Linked DNA regions of Xenopus tropicalis: region 2 is linked to region 1. A link is a contact called in public Hi-C data. All regions are on one chromosome and are shown on one strand. Each heading gives the region's core, a stretch centred on a gene start, on an enhancer-like site or on the middle of the called end of the contact. The rest is flanking DNA. Distances are from core to core; before and after follow the strand shown.

Evidence for each region. A called contact is a pair of places that touch in the nucleus more often than the background predicts.
Region 2: a Hi-C map of neurula embryo shows a contact between it and region 1, with 4 times the contacts expected there. The contact joins two enhancer-like sites. A contact is called at or near these places in 4 of 5 Hi-C or Micro-C datasets (brain, gastrula embryo, neurula embryo and 1 more).

Annotation. Positions count from the first base shown.
Region 1 is chr8:57,841,483-57,847,573 of UCB_Xtro_10.0, reverse strand. The region is part of intron 1 of mamld1 (mastermind-like domain-containing protein 1); the gene reads right to left. Among named protein-coding and RNA genes, the nearest start is that of mamld1, 6.7 kb to the right of the region's middle. Within about 2 kb of position 3,498, at least 4 of the 11 cell types and tissues checked have an H3K27ac peak or open chromatin away from gene starts, as enhancers often do. A contact at or near this core is called in neurula embryo, where this site is marked.
Region 2 is chr8:57,941,361-57,946,972 of UCB_Xtro_10.0, reverse strand. All of the region lies in intron 3 of mamld1 (mastermind-like domain-containing protein 1), which reads right to left. Among named protein-coding and RNA genes, the nearest start is that of mtm1, 38 kb to the left of the region's middle. Within about 2 kb of position 4,347, at least 3 of the 11 cell types and tissues checked have an H3K27ac peak or open chromatin away from gene starts, as enhancers often do. A contact at or near this core is called in neurula embryo, where this site is marked.

The DNA.
Region 1 (6,091 bases), core at 2,249-4,748:
TAATATTTACTTTTAGCAAACCTAAGGTGTGGAGGTCCAAATTACAGAAAGATCTGTTATCTGGAAAACCCAAGGTTCGAGCATTCTTGAAAATCAATCCTATACCTGTATATGCATGTTTGGTACATAAATATATTTTTAGGTTAGCAACAGCCAAGGGGCCTATGGGCTGGGAATTCCTGGCTTAGGGATACAGGACACAATGTGGATCTGCTTTATGTATCTATTATAGTTTCAGCCTTACGTTCCTCTCCTCCCTTGATGCAACAGACATGTAACATGATACAAGATCACAGAGTAACCCAAGTGCTTTAAAGATTCAGTAGTGGTGATTAACAGATTTTTGATGCTTTAAAATGAGAGGCCAAATGTCAACCAGTTCTTGGCTAATAAACTAGGCTATGTATAAAGCCAACTAGTTCAAAAGTATTTCTTTTAGTACAGTTGTGTCCAACCTGCTACCTTGATTTGTAACCACATGACATAGGAAAGTAACATTTTAATATGAATAAGAGGGTTAAAATACGCCTTACTCAAGGACCAAAGAATATCAGGGATACAGAATTCCCAGAAAGAAAATTCTATGCTGAACACAGTCACTTCCATGGAAGAACTGTATTATTGTTATATACATAATTTCAGAAAAAGTCTGTCGATAGTTGTACTTATGGATATAATGACATAAACAAAAGTCCTACTAATAGAGAAAGCAGATGAAGAAGAGAATAAGAGGCTATTGATCCATTTTGGCAGTTCACATGATTCCCAGCTAAGCACCGAAAAAGTTAAATAAACAGCAAAACACAAGGCCATGCCTCCCCCCTGCCGAAAATACACAGCAAATTATATACTGCATGGAAAATCAGCGGATCTGAAGAGAAGATGTCTCCTTGTTCAAGCAAAAAGCTGATTAGCTGTTCTTGCTGGCAGAAACCAGCTGGTCAGTCCGGCAGGTTCAAGGCCATTCCGACTCCCCTCTTATGAAAGCACCATATGTTAAATCTCTCATATCAGCAGCTTTGGGTTTCAATAATCTTCCTACAGAAAGAACGGTAGGTGATGCGAAAGAAATAGAAACTACGGGTGAAGACTGAAGGGCAGCACATTTTTTCTAGGTTTTCTAAGCAATAAAAGTACCAGTGCCAGATGCCCTTGGCCACCTTTGGAGTTTCCTTTTGGAGTCATCTGCAGGGAGGTTCATGGTAATCGTTGTTCTTTATATCACACCTTTGTGTAGAACCCCCAGAATTCATCTACTTATTCATAGAACTTGGAGCTCCATAAGGTTGGCAGGACATGCTTCTTCTATACCTTCAAATGCCAAAAGGGCTGCTGCCACAGCATAGTTTATGGAAAAAGCCTTCAGTTTTAAAGTAAAACATAGTTTGTTTATAACTACAGTTAAACTCTATTTTATTTTCTTAAATAATAAAGGTGCTAAAATTCAGGTCATGGAGTCAAATATCACCACGCATACACTTCTTTATAGTTACCACAAGTGCTTAACAAGGCTTTTGAAGTGCATAAAGTTTATGTTACACACATTATTCATCTAAATATTTAGTATGTGCAGTTTTTATTGATTTGACCCCAGCTATACACTCTGAAGAAACAGTGCCTCTACTGGCCATTATACTGATTAAGGCATGAAAGTATTCTTGCTTTACTAAGCCCAACAAATCATTCAATGTTTGCTACACTAGTAATTGTATAACTGGCCCTTCAAAGTCAGACAAAGCTCACTAGTTTGCATTGGGCCTGAAACAAAATCATTCGAGGAGTCTAAAATAAGGTTACACCGTTTCAGAGACACAAGAAATAAAACTGGTTTGTTGGGCAGCAGGAAAAAGGCCAGCCCAGCATGACTAGCACATAATGTCATATTCAATAGCTGAGTCCCAGGAATGAGACTGGCAGCAAATGACTCATTAACATAAGTGGATTTTGCAAGTAGCACATAGGGACAGCTCAGATCTTTCTACGGATGAAGCTGCACTCAACCTTAAGAAAGTATATTAAGAAACATTCGCACACAAAGCACACTCATTTCCCAGTGACAATGTACATTTAACAAGTTTTAAAGGTTTAAATGAGAGATTTACATGTTCAGCACTGAAATGATCAGTAATGCTGATTCATTTAGGTTAGTAATCTTAAATGTATCGGCAAATCCCTTGAGACAACCTTAAGAAGAAAACTAGGGGTTTATGGCCAACACCTATGCTACATTTCTGACTGTATCCTGGGAGACTAGTAGCTATTATAAGCGATTGTAGCTATTATAAGGCTCCTATACCATAGGGGTCACCTTAAAATGAACCTCTAGTAAAGTACAGTAGTATTTCAAATTAATTTGGAATACAATGTGCCATTGGCATGACACACGTACTTGTAAATATTACTTACATCAAGCAATTTGTATTAGGGCTTGTGCTCATGAGCATTTTTTTCTGCGCTCCCCTACAGTGGCGTTTTCCTGTGTTCCAATGCAGGGGAGCGCAGGATAAAATGCATCTCATTCTTCCTAATGGGGCTGTACTAACACAGGTGAATGCAGGTAGAATGCAACAAGCTGTCCTACAAAGGGGAGCACAAGAGGAAATGCTCATATGAGCCCTTATAACTTGAGTTTTCTTCTGAACTCTCATTCCTTGTTAATAAATGTCACAAACAGGCAATTGAAAAAATCAGTTAGTCTTCAATTTTTTGGGAATTTTAAAATTATTTATTTTTTTGTTTGTAGCTCCAAGGTTTGTTTGTAGCTCCAAAAGGAAGGGCAACCCTAGTGGGCCCCGCAAACCCCAGTCCTACCCTTTGTAGCTCTCAGGCTTAGCATATAAACTGCTATCTAGTGTAATCACATTAATAACCAAGCAGCCATAAGGAAGTTAGAATGAAATATGAGTATAAGAGGGCTTGAAAAAAAGCAATAAAAAAAGAATAACAGGTTAAACAACTGTGGTTTAGGCCTGACAACCAGATATCATTTAAAAGTTTTCTAGGACTGTTGTTTATTGTTGTTTATGGGTAAGAGAAACAATCAGAGAAATGCCTAGCGTTTTGTTGCACCATGGAAAAATAGAGAAGACTGAATGTGCCATTGGCGTGACACACATACTTGTAAATGTTACTCACATCAAGCAATCTTTATTATAGCTTGAGTGTTCTGCTGAACTCTCCTTCCTTGTTGCTAAATGTCACAAAACAGGCAATTTAAATGCGCATTTAACTCCAATCAGCTTGGAGCTCTCCACCCCTGTAAACTCATAAATATATATATGTGTATACACACAGATAGCTGCACAGTGCGCACTTGTACTTTCACATTTCCATGAAGTCGGTGAGCTTCTGAGGATAAAGGCGTGTGCAAGCACTTCTAGTTACTGAAGCATGCCCTTCTGGTTTATACTTTCGGGAACCCTTCCTTGCAACTGCACTGAACAAGAGCATAGGGAGGGAAAGAACACATGGGCCGGCAGTCTGGACAACTGCCCCCCTCCTCCTCTGCAAATGCCCAATTTCTCATGCAAATCCAGATTCTTAGCTGGTGCCTTGACTAATGCAGACACGGGAGGAGGGCAGAATTATGGGAAGGAATCTCAAAAGACTTCTCCAGTGTCATGGAAACAAAGGAGATCGCAGCTTACATTTTAAAACAGAACATATACAAACATAAGAGATCATCCAGGAGGGGGCGGATGACAATAATCTGCCTTTATTTCTCTTTTTAATGCAATAACACAGGCACCTTCCATGCCTACAATTTAACCCTTGTGTAGCATTCACGAGCAATAATGAATACAGGGCAAAGGTTGTATTGTAAAAACCCTTAGCTTCTTTCTTTCTTGCAAACGGAAAACAATTTTTTCTGCTTGCCGAGTAACTGCACTCAGGAAGAGAAAACTTGTGTTACTTTATTTCCTGGTAATCAGAACACTCGTAGCAAACAATACTAATTTTTTTGCCTTATAGCACAGTTTACCCCGAAAAAGCTTCCATTGTCATGGGCCAGATATATATTTGTGGTTCAACTTTTTGGTCCACACAAAGAAAGTTGTAATTGAATTAACATAACCTAAACATATAAAACAGACACACAAAAATGACCTTATCAGTAAGTACAGCACAAGTGAACTATTTCATAGGAGCCAATCGGATTTGATTTCATCATCCAAGGCGTAAAATACTAACTAAAGCCAAAGGATACAACAAAAGGGGAAAATGGTAGATGATGAAAGATGATATCCTTGTTAATGGAAAATGTTTATTTTTATCCCAGGAAATTCAAGCAGAAGCAACTCCTATGTATAATATTGTATGTACCGTCCAAACAATACACTAAAGCACAGTTCTTAACTGTTTAAGAGACGAAGGACCATGTCTATCAATAGCAAGACACATGGGGGTGTTGTACCTTTTCCGCCATACAGAAGCTTGGTGCTATTTAAGATAAAACCAAATTTTCTAGGTCTATTGTACATAGTATTTTTGCACATTTTTGCTGCTTTTTATTTTAGAAACAAACACAAGATCAGTTACCAAAACATATGAGAAGCAATGTCAAGGTAACTTGAATCCAGCTGGCTGCTGGGTCAATAAAGTGTCAGGGATCTGGGATACCCCTATTCTAGGTATATATATATATATATATATACACATGTAAATATAACTTTTCCTGTTACAAATAGTAACAACACTGGGACCTGCACATTTAAATAACTTTCATACTTTATATTAGGTCTGAGGAGCTGACTTACTACATCTCCTCCCACTCATGACACAACATTTTGCCTCTTCTCTTCCAGCCAAAGACAGGCATAATGTTTATTTGCTCTAAAGCTCTAACACCTATTTGCATTAATTAGCGAAATGAGAGATTTCCCATATTGTTGGTAGGTATCCCAATGCACTGCACTTGTATTAACCATTATACACCCTGCAGTACAAGTTGCCTGAATTGCTGTCTTGTGTGTTGCTGAACTATATCCCAGGTACATTCATGGGTTGATACCATGGGACATAGAGGAGGAAACTACATCAAAATAAAAAAAATACATTGAAAGTCATGTAGGTCAGAAGCTAGTGGAAAAATGTGTATTCACAAACATAATCAACAAGAGAGAATAAAGGTCAAGCCAACAGGAAATATGGTGTGCAAACTAACATTTCTCCCTGGAATGCCACAGCTTGGGTTTTTTTTAATCCATTTTTAAATTTATGTCACTAAGATTGTTGCTCCATTAGTCATTTTAAGCCCAATATACACCATGGAATATATCCCGCCTGATTAAAAAAGAAAAACTGTAGGTTGACCTCAAGCAAACAAGTAAATACTTACTTACTTGAGTTTAGTTCAAATCAGGGTGTCAAGAACAGTTTAATTCATGAGCACCCTCCCAATAAAGCACAAATGTATCGTACATGGATAAGATCTATTATCTGGAAGTCCACTACACAGGAAGCAACAAAATACAAGCATGCCTGTTTCCATAGACTCTTATTTAAACAAACAATTCTACCTTTTGACTGATTTTCTATATTAATAAGGCTGCACTTTGTACATGATGATGAATCAATCCAGGCTGGTGGCTAAACAAACATTTTGACTTCTTTTACAATGTTGTTAATAACTTTAAGATGTGGACCTCAATAACACAGAATAACTTCCTATGCAGAAAGCCCCTGGGCCTATAAGCTATAGAGATAATACATTCCTGTATCACCCAATAATAATGCCAATTCTCATGTTAGCCAATAGAAGAAATACAATTCTATGTATTAAAGCTGTCATCAATAATAACATGGTTATCCACACCCGTGTATGCCTTTAAACCCTTGGTGACTCTCTCCCATTCATTCCAGTCATCTGTTCATATGCTTTAAATGGAGTCTAAAAAAACAGCCCACTTACATAGTATTCTCATCAAATCTGTCACTTGGTATAAGTGATTCAGTGAAGCAAAAATATACACACAGATAAGTGGCAAACGGCACATTAACCATGTGTTTGCTCCCATACTTGACACTACTATGTGCCAGTGAGTATCAGAGTGTATTAAATATTTGCGATTATAAAATGGCCATGAAAGAA
Region 2 (5,612 bases), core at 3,098-5,597, 99 kb before region 1:
GTGTGTTTTGATCTCGATGTCCCCTTTTTCATGACCATTGCTGATCAGAAAGAGCTTATGTTTAGGGCAGAAACAGATGTAGAATGATGGGAGCCCAAAAATCATTTTGATATGTGTAATGAAAGAAGTACATGATGCATTTAGAATCCTGCAAACAAAAGACGGAGGGTTTGTGTAGAAAGGTTTTTTCGCCACTAGTGGGAAGTGCAGTACACCTTTACAGTTCTAATAAGCAATGCAAGGCTACATAGCCAAAACACTGTCTTTGTTATCTGCTTACAAGGAGATCATTAACCCCTTGCCTCTTCCCTCACCTCCCAAGCAGCAAAACACCTAAGAACCGTAGGAAACAACATGTTTTGGCCTTGATTTTAAATGTGGGCAAAATATACAGATATTTTTCATGACAGTATTTGCTTCTTGGTGGGAATATTCAATTTATCTGTAATTTGCCCAAATATTGTTTGTAGTATCAAGTGACCAAAACACCAGGGGCAGTCTGTGATACCAGTCCTCTAGATCTGTTAAATAGGATTGATCTAATCTAAGCCATAGTGGTTCCTACATAATCAACAGATATTATGAGTCTACAGTAGGGCTAAGGGAGAAAGCACACAGAGCTACTTAATAGCAGCTACTTGTCACGGCTACTAAACGCCATAAAATACCCTGCCATAACAATACTGAGAACTGTCCATGCTAAAACACACATACCTGTATTTTGATGAAGGGATAATTTACCAGCCACTTTAAAATATCTGAAAGTTAGCCATCACCTTGGTGTCCCAGTCCCATTTTGGTTGTTTTTATGGCATGAGTAACTTCTTATATCCTTATATTTAACAACAGAGGGTACTTTATATATTTTATTAACATTTACAAACCTTGCTATGTTTATTTGGTCCTATGGTACCAGAATGCTCTGTTGCAGTGGCACATAAAAATAAACATTTAACAACAGTAATGTAGACAGGACCTTGAAATGTATTTAAAAATGCATAGGAAGTCAGCTTTTAATGTAATGCAAAACAGCTAGAGTTGTGTAATTAAAGCTGCACTAGAAAGCAAGGGAGACAACACAATGGAATAGCTTTGATTAACCTCCCAGCCAGGCCTCACATTATTGTAAAAGAATACATCTAAATGCAGCGAAGGGTATCATTGTGATTAAGCTGTAATATGGTATAAGCAATGCTGTAATATCTGCTGGGACCAGGTTAATTGTGCCTCTGTTGTTTCTGCGGTGTACAGGTCAGCACATGTTACATAGCAAGCCAAATGAAGTATAATTGTCCCTAGGAATGGATTAGATTCGCTGAAGGTGAAAGTGAAGCACACGGAGGGGCCTTTATTAATGTATCCTGATGTAACTGTACCAATGACTTGTAGCACCGCGAGGGCCTAATGGCTTCTTCTTCCCTAAATCGAAAGTGAGATTGAATTACAAGATTCCCCTGTTATGTTAATGCTCAGTGTTCATTGATTTGTATGAGAAATAGAAATCCATAACCTAGTATAACTTAAAGATGGGTTCATTAGTATAATTTACTGGTTTGGGACATGGCATTAGGGCTGTTAGCTCCCGGGTACTGTGCCTTTTGCGAGCATATAATGTACAGTATTAAAGGGCCACTGTACCTTCAAATTTCTCTGTAAAATTGTTCTGTGGAAAGGCTATGTTGCCATAGTTTGAGGTATCTCTTGTTAAAGGACAGGAACCGAACCATGGAGAGTATATGTACTATGCCACAGCATTAGTATCCCTTTTAGCTATTAAACTGTTATCTTGCTATTCAAAACATTTACTTTAGCAGATGTTGATTCACGCTGTACTTTTTTTTCTCCCCTAGGCTTGATGTACTGATTGATGTGATATAAAATATAAGGTGGCCTTAGATTTATTCCGTTGTGTCTGCTTTCCCTTGATATTCAGCTACGTGAGAACAGTATCAAGCTCAGGTCTGGGAGCTTATCTCAGAGGCTGTCAGTTACCTGAGGCTTTGTTTGAAGGCTGGAAGTGATCCATGACTAGATGCAATTGTAAGGAACTTTCTTTTAAGTTTGTCTTTAATCTGTCCTTGTGGTTCTGGCACATCCAGCCAAACAAAGCAAAAATGCTCACACCTGGAAAGAGGAGCAGGCACAGACCATGGCAAGCCTTTGAGTGAAGAAGATATGCTCTAAAGAACAGAACGAAGAGTGACCTTGATTGTCCTTCTTTATGATATGCATACATGGCAGCTAGGTGCAGAAAAGCAGTGACTCACCAGCCAGCCGAGATGGTACTTCTACCCTGAGCTTCCTTACCTGCCTGTGGTACTGCACCCCCTGCCTCGAGATCCATGCACATACCTGTATCTTTAGGTTTTGATCAGTATCAGACTGGACAGTTTGGTATCCAGAAAACAAAAACTGCTTTTCTTACAGATTAAACGAGGGCAAATCACGAGCCTCAGAGATGCTGTGTTAAAGGAACAGTAACACCAAGCAATTAAAGTGTTTAGAAGTAATTAGAATATAATGTACTGTTGCCCTGAACTAGTATAAGTTGTGTTTGCTTTAGAAACACTGCTATTGTTTATATAAAAAAGCTGCCATGGGGGCAGCTTTTCAAATTAAAATAGGGCTAAATGGCACAGGCTACATAAGATATAACAGATAAGTTCTGAAAACACCATTGTATTCTGCAGAGCTTATATGGTTTCTGCTATTTAACCTTTGCCTTTTTTTCTTTTTTTCAGCTTGAAAGCTGCCTCCATGGCTACACGTGAGCTTATTTATATAAACTATAGTAGTCTTTCTAAAGCAAACATACAACTATTACCAGTGCAGGGCCACCGTATATTACATATGAATTACTTTGTAACACTTTCTTTTTTTTGGTGTTACTGTACCTTTTATAACATAAATAATGTTTTGTATTCAGTTCCATATTTAAAATAAACAATCAGCAGCTAGCTTTTACTGACCTAGTACAGTTAGGATTGTGAAAGGCACCCTCTTCATGTCAATAAGGAGGATGCAACATTGGACTCTTCCCATCATGCTATCTATTTTACTGTACATTTTCTCTCCTCTTTTCATATAACTTGTTTACCTAATAATGGAGGCTCTTTGTTATTAACCAAATTGAAAAAAATGATATTAAATTATATTTTGTAATTTTATTTAGTCTTATACCAAAAGCTTCATACACCAGCATGATAAATAATGCTACATGTGAAGGATAACATATCTATTATTGAATGCTTATAAAAAAAAACCTAGTGTAATAAAACCTGCATATAATTAGGATATATTTTATGCTCCTTTGACATTAATTACTTTGATTACATCAAATTTGAACTCTACAAAGCTGAAGGTCTGTAACAATAGTTTGTACAAACTTCTATACATACATCAATGTGACAAAATACTCCTTATTCTGTGTATCTTCACCCGCCCCACCTCTTATCCTGCCTATCCTTGTGTTTATACTGCTTTTTCCCACCCACCCTTCCTTTTATCCTACTTGCTCCACTCTCCTCCTATCTGCTGTTCTCCCTCCCTTCGGTTTTCTCACTGCACAGTGATACAGAGCCAGGATACAGTGCTATTATTTAAGACATACATCTGAGTTCTATGTTGAGGACACACTACAGAATACAGGATACAGTGCTCCCTGATCAATGCTACAAGCATAATGGAACAATACAGAATGTGCCTGCCACTGTGGTGGTAAAACTCTCTTTCTGCAGTAAAACATGAGGGGCTCTGCCATCCCCTTGTTCCTGATTGTATTTACAAACTGTATTTCTCCAATTTTTTCCATGTGTCATTTCATTATTGCAGAGTTGAGATCACTTGCCATCTGCGGACTCATTTTATCAGCCTCTTTTTTCTTATCCTTGGAGCAAGGTCATTTGGGACAAGCACAGAAATTGAAGCTTTTCATAACAGTTTTTTATGCTGTCCTATAAATCCGCTTGCTCATTTCGAACAATTACACCCTTTTTTGAAGGGATTCCCTTTCAACAGAAATATATTAACCAAAAGGGCAAACACCTAACGAAGCAGTTAATGCTGTTTATTTGTGGATAGTCCAAGAATTTCAAATGTAAGCTCAGGAATCTTTGGTAGCTTCACATGATTGGTCGCTATTAGCTACGGGTCACAGGACTGGACCCCCATCCGCATTAACATATGCTGGGAGCTTCTCTGTATTCCATCAAGCTAAACAAAAACTGCAGTCAGTGCAAAAAAAAAAAAAAAAAAGCAGCAGCAAATTCAGCCCCCATGTTACACCCAGATCTAGGAAAATATGCGTGCACATATGTAACAATACAAATAGGTGGGTGGTCTGATTAGAGGCACTCTCTGGCTGTGTGACACACTATTCTGTACTGCAACCAAGGGGCCGTAGCACTGAACAGACATTCTTGTGTCTGGGGCTGCTGATGTGAATTTGCTTTTATCTGTTTGCTAGCAAATGCCGTCTGGCAGTATTTAGGCTGCAGAGCAAATTGATAAAGGCATCAGAAGCTCTCACGACAAGCCCTAATAGTCTACGGGCTGATCTAAAGTGAAAAAGATTTAATGTAACCTTAATTGTTTAGGCCCAGATGGTACTTTAGGGGGCTGATTTACTTACCCACGAACGGGTCGAATGGAGTCCGATTGCGTTTTTTTCGTAATGATCGGTACTTTGCGATTTTTTCGGATTCTTTACGAATTTTTCGGATCCAATACGATTTTTGCGTAAAAACGCGAGTTTTCCTATCCATTACGAAAGTTGCGTAAAAAGTTGCGCATTTTGCGTAGCGTTAAAACTTACGCGAAAAGTTGCGCATTTTTCGTAGCGTTAAGTTTTAACGCTACGAAAAATGCGCAACTTTTCGCGTAAGTTTTAACGCTACGCAAAATGCGCAACTTTTTACGCAACTTTCGTAATGGATACGAAAAACTCGCGTTTTTACGCAAAAATCGTATTGGATCCGAAAAATTCGTACAGAATCCGAAAAAATCGCAAAGCATACGAAAAAGTCGCAAAATATTCGTTTTCAAGTCGGAACTTTTCCAATTCGGGTCGGATTCGTGGGTTAGTAAATCAGCCCCTAGGTGTATGAAAATTCAAGTGCAGCTTTTAAGCAAGTCCCTTTCCCATGCATGAGTGCAAAAGTAAATTATTCTTATATGGTCTAGTATAGCCAACAAAACTGGACTGTTAAAAAAGGAAAAGGTTATCCATCTCTTGTAATGATCACCATTGCAGCAAATAATGTAGTGTAATGTAGTGAACATCAGATAAGGCCTAGTTGGACAACTAAGTTACACACAAACCCAGCACTAACATGTGGCCCTCCAGCTGTCGGTGCGTTACTACTCAACAGCCTGTGGGATTCTGTGAGTTGCAATTGAATATTAGCCTACGAGCAGCAGGTTTGGACATTCCTGCCTTACATGCACTAACTGATTCTGAAGAGGAGGCAACAGATGGTGCCGGTTTGCGTCATGGGGATGGGGTATGTGTGGTAAACACTAGGCTGGGAAAGATCTAGCACTGGAGGTGATGCCAATACTGACTCAAAATGCAGAAATAATGTCTCCATGCCTTGTTAGAGTCCCAGATTACA